Linked DNA regions of Mus musculus: region 2 is linked to region 1. The links are chromatin contacts, called in public HiChIP or PLAC-seq maps. All regions are on one chromosome and are shown on one strand. The core of a region is the stretch at or near the end of the contact, and the rest is flanking DNA. Distances in the headings are between cores, read along the strand shown. Region 1 has its middle 65 kb from the start of Gm34145. Region 2 overlaps Phkg1 (phosphorylase kinase gamma 1).

The links. HiChIP or PLAC-seq counts read pairs in DNA pulled down with a chosen protein or histone mark.
Region 2: an H3K27ac HiChIP or PLAC-seq map of embryonic stem cells shows a contact between it and region 1, with 6 times the contacts expected there. The contact joins two enhancer-like sites.

What each region holds. Positions count from the first base shown.
Region 1 is chr5:129,241,410-129,243,930 of GRCm38.p6, reverse strand. No RefSeq gene overlaps it. Among named protein-coding and RNA genes, the nearest start is that of Gm34145, 65 kb to the left of the region's middle. Within about 2 kb of position 1,265, at least 8 of the 459 cell types and tissues checked have an H3K27ac peak or open chromatin away from gene starts, as enhancers often do. A contact at or near this core is called in embryonic stem cells, where this site is marked.
Region 2 is chr5:129,868,122-129,870,642 of GRCm38.p6, reverse strand. Phkg1 (phosphorylase kinase gamma 1) reads left to right here. Exons shown (of 10, transcript NM_011079.3): 5 at 1,117-1,182. Among named protein-coding and RNA genes, the nearest start is that of Phkg1, 9.7 kb to the left of the region's middle. Within about 2 kb of position 1,257, at least 12 of the 459 cell types and tissues checked have an H3K27ac peak or open chromatin away from gene starts, as enhancers often do. A contact at or near this core is called in embryonic stem cells, where this site is marked.

The DNA of each region.
Region 1 (2,521 bases), core at 16-2,515:
TTGAGACGTTTTATTAAGAGAAAGAGGTTTCTGCAGCGCTCAGAGAGAGCATCTGGCTCAGGTGAAAAGAGCCCTTGGCAAGCAATTGCAGCTCTGAGCTGGTGACAGAAACCAGGAGGGGCCCTCAAGATGTTCTCTTTATAGCTAAGGGGAGAAGAAGCACCCCCGAGGGATAGTGACATCACCCTCCTGGGGAAGTTTACATGCTGGGGACTGGGTCTACTTAATTTACTTGATCTGTTCTCAATTGGCCCAACATGCCTGTTTACCTGGGCAGGCTGCTCAGATCTCAGAAGCGCCTGCTCCAAATCTCTCCGTGTCCCACTTTTCCTTTGAGGGGGAGGCTATGGCTATGCAGCCCCGAGGACAAGGCAGAGGGGTGGCAGCGGGTGATTGGATGGGGACAGCGGAGCTGCCCAAAGCAATATCAGGATTTTAGTTCAAGACTTGGAACAAGATGCCAGGCAGGCAAAATCGTGTGGCATCCACAACAGGCCACAATGAAAGTGATGCAGGTGAGAGGTGGGGGGAGGTCCCTCCCGGCCTGGGGCGGTTCTTTGTGGCACGAAATACTTGTGCTAAGTCCCCCTTTCATTAATGAGTCCCCTGGAGGGCTGATGTTTGACACTCCCAGACTGTGCCTGGAGTGTCACCTGCTCTTGCTTATTGTCTCACATGCAAAACTGCTTTGGAATCTACAATTCTGGGATTCTTCATCTTCTGTGACCAAGGCTTCTTTCAATGTGGCTATGATCCAGTTCACTTCCTTAGCCATGGCTAGACCAGCAGGTTAGCAGGTTTCTGGGGGTGAACTGGAAGATCCTGGAAGCGTTTGTGTGTAAGATGCATATGTGTGTGTGTGTGTGTGTGTGTGTGTACATACAGGTTCATGTGTACATGTATGTCCATGTACAAGGAGATGCCAGACAACACCTGAGCTGCCATTCCTCTGGTGTAGTTTGCATTGTTTGTTTGAGGCAGGGTCTCTCATTGAGACCCTGGAGTCATCAAGTAGGCTAGGCTCAATGGCTCCACAGCCTAGGAACCTACATTTCTCCACCTCTTCTGTGTCAGGAGAGCAAGTACACATGCCTCATGCAGCTGGCATTTTACATGGGCCCTGAGGACCAAACTCAGGCCCTTCACATGCAAGGCAAGCTCTTTACAAGCTGAGTCACCTCCCCAGTTGGTTGGGGGGGGGGAGTTTTAAGCATCTGCCCCGGTTGTTTTCAGCCGCCATTGAGGTCCTGGGAACATTTTATTACTAGAGGAGGAATCAAGGTTACATCTTTCACAGGAATAGCAAGGCAGCCCTGACTCCCAGACTGTTTAAAGCAAGCTCTGATGTGAGACCTGGGCTTTTTGCCCTTGAAACTGTAGCAACCAGCACCATGGGCAGGGTCTCTGTGAGCTTGACCTTGAGGTTTTAAATGAAGCTCTACCGGGCACTCCTTCCTGCATCTCCTTGGCCTCCAAGGAAGAGGGAATTAAAGACCCTGTGAAGCATACCCTTTGATTTGCTAATTCCTGGGAAAGGGAGCCAAGAATTGTCCTTTGGGGCTTAGAACACAGAAGCAAAGGCTCCAGGAAATGTGGGCAGCTCAGTAGGCTGTGAGTGGCACGTGGTCAGTGGAAGATACTGAGGTTCGAGGTCACTGCTAGGTGACATCACAAGATCTGCATCTCCAGGAGCCTCCTGAGAGATCCAACCTCCAGAGGCCAACAGAAGCCTGGCAGAGTGAGAACCTGGCCCTATGCTCCCAGCTTATCGGAGCTGCAGGGGGCTGCCTGGGCTTCATGTGCCTCAGGGTGCTGAAGTTTCACCCTGAGCCGTCTTCAGGCTTGTCACCTCATAAACACTTCCGAATAACGGTGGCAAAGCCACCTTATCCACATCCTGCTGGGGCTTCCTCTGCTTCCAGCCAAGAGCGGTTTCCCGTCATGCTAATGAAAAGTTTAGCTGGAACAGAAGTGAGGTTTAAAAGAGAAATATCGAGGAGGCCATGCTGGGAGCACGGAAGGTGCGGGGGACGCCGGGACTGGAGATTTGAAATCAGGCCAATTTCTTCATCCTACAGAAGGGGAAACAGAGGCCTGGAGAAGTGGTAGGCCTCACCTAGGTCACAGAGCTAGAGGCTAGCACCAAGGTGCCTGTCACTGGCAGGAGGCATCTGAGACAGTATAGTATCTGTACTGGCTAGTTTTGTGTCAACTTGACACAGCTGGAGTTATCACAGAGAAAGGAGCTTCAGTTGGGGAAATGCCTCCATGAGATCCAGCTGTAAGGCATTTTCTCAGTTAGTGATCAAGGGGGAAAGGCCCCTTGTGGGTGGGACCATCTCTGGGCTGGTAGTCTTGAGTTCTATAAGAGAGCAGGCTTGAGCAAGCCAGGGGAAGCAAGCCAGTAAAGAACATCCCTCCATGGCCTCTGCATCAGCTCCTGCTTCCTGACCTGCTTGAGTTCCAGTCCTGACTTCCTTTGGTGATGAACAGCAGTATGGAAGTCTAAGCCGAATAAACC
Region 2 (2,521 bases), core at 8-2,507, 630 kb before region 1:
CACAGGAAAAGAGGGAGCGCATTTGAGAAAATGCCTCCATAAAATCCAGATGTAGAGGCTGGAGAGATGGCTCAGCGGTTAAGCACACTGACTGCTCTTCCAGAGGTCCTGAGTTCAATTCCCAGCAACCACATGGTGGCTCACAACCATCTGTAATAGGATCTGATGCCCTCTTCTGGTGTGTCTGAAGACAGCTACAGTGTACTCATATACATAAAATAAATAAATAATTCTTTAAAAAGAAAATCCAAAGGTAGGCAAGCCTGTAGGGCATTTTCAAGTGCTGGAGCTAAAGGTGTGTGCCTTCAGATCTGGCCTGTGTCTTCATTATTTAAATCATTTGTTTTGATCATCATTGATGTGTGAGTGTGGTGTGTATGTGTGCAGGTGTGTCTGTATGTGGGTATGTGCAAGTGTTGGTACCTGTGCAGACCACAGGCTCTCTTGAATTCTCTGGAACTAGACTTATACACAATTGTTAGTGCCTTGACATGGGTGCTGGGAACCGAGCCCAGTTCCTCCAGAAGAGCAGTCAGTGCTCTTAACCACTGAGCCATCTCTCCAGCCCGTTTCTCCGTTTGTTTTTGTTTTTGTGACAGGGTCCCACGTAACTCGAGCTAGCTTCCAACTCACTATGTAGCTGAGGCTGGCCTTGAACTCCTGATTCTCCTGTGTCCACGAGGATTACAGGCATACGCCTCCACAGCTGGCTTTTAAACTTAGATGGGCAGACTTTGCCTTCCCAACACTTACACGGTTGATTCTTCCCATTTGCTTCCTGGCCAAAAAAAAAAAAAAAAAAAAAAAAAAAAAAAAAAATCCCAACTCCTCTAGATCTGGCTTTAGGGGTCCTGGGCTAGAGACTCAGATGCCTAACCTCCGCCCCCAGCGCCAACAGATCCCAGGGTGCCATGAATGTTCATAGGCAGGGACACCATATTTTCCTAGCTTCTTGCTTTTCTTCCAGTTCTTCCCAGACAACTCCTCTACGCCCTTCCCAGGTTCCTTTCCTCAGAGGAACAGTCCACCTCGCCCTCGGCAGCAGCAGGGTGGGAACAACACAGGTCTGGGGACAAGTAAGGCGCTGGTGGTCTTGGAAACGCTTTGTTCCCACAGGATGAAGAGAGGGGAACTCTTTGACTATCTCACTGAGAAGGTCACCTTAACCGAGAAGGAAACCAGGTAAGGCGCATGCGCCTTCTGCACTAGTACTAGCATCAAAGCGGTCTGGCGGGAGGCCTGGCGTGCGTGTTTTAGCTGAGGTCATGCTGGCTTCTGGGATCTCCCAGCTCCTTGGCTCAATCTACATTCTAGATGCTAGACCGTACCCAGCCTATCCTAGCTCTAACATCGTATGCAGTGTGGTTAGCATGTGGGCTTTGGCTTCCCTGAATCTTCTCTCTGTTAAGTGGAAGAGGAACATATAGGGGAACAATCAGTTCTGTGGTATGGAAAAAGTTTTGCACAATTCTAAATTCAAAAATTAAGCCATGGGGCTGGTGAGATGGCTCAGCGGGTAAGAGCACCGACTGCCCTTCCGAAGGTCCTGAGTTCAAATCCTAGTAACCACGTGGTGGCTCACAACCGTCTGTAATGAGACCTGATGCCCTCTTCTAGGGTGTCTGAAGCCGCTACAGTGTACTTACATATAATAAATAGATAAATCTTTAAAAAAAAATTAAGCCACTATTCTTGGAGAGATGGGCCAGCAATTAGAGTACTTGTTATTCTCACTTAAAAAAAATATTTTATTTATGTTGGGCGGTGGTGGCACACCCTTTAATCCCAGCACTTGGGAAGCAGAGGCAGGCAGACTTCTGAGTTTGAGGCCAGTTTGGTCTACAGAGTGAGTTCCAGGACAGCCAGGGCTATACAGAGAAACCCTGTCTCAAAAAAACCAAAATAAATAAATAAATAAATAAATATTAAAAAAATATTTATTTTTATGTATATGAGCACACTGTAGCTGTCTTCAGACACACCAGAAGAGAGCATCAGATCCCATTACAGATGGTTGTGAGCCACCAAGTGGTTGCTGGGGATTGAACTCAAGACCTCTGGAAGAGCAGTCAGTGCTCTCAACCTCTGAGCCATATCTCCAGCCCCTTTGTTCTTGATTTTTTTTTTTAATTTTTATTAGGTATTTAGCTCATTTACATTTCCAATGCTATACCAAAAGTCCCCCATATCCACCCACCCCCAATCCCCTGCCCACCCACTCCCCCTTTTTGGCCCTGGTGATCCCCTGTACTGGGGCATATAAAGTTTGCAAGTCCAATGGGCCTCTCTTTCCAGTGATGGCCGACTAGGCCATCTTTTGATATATATGCAGCTAGAGTCAAGAGCTCCGGGGTACTGGTTAGTTCATAATGTTGTTCCACCTATAGGGTTGCAGATCCCTTTAGCTCCTTGGCTACTTTCTCTAGCTCCTCCATTGGGAGCCCTGTTCTTGATTTTTGAGATGGGGTCTCACTATGTAGCCCTGCCTGGCCTAGAACTTGTTGTGAAGGCCAGGGCGGCC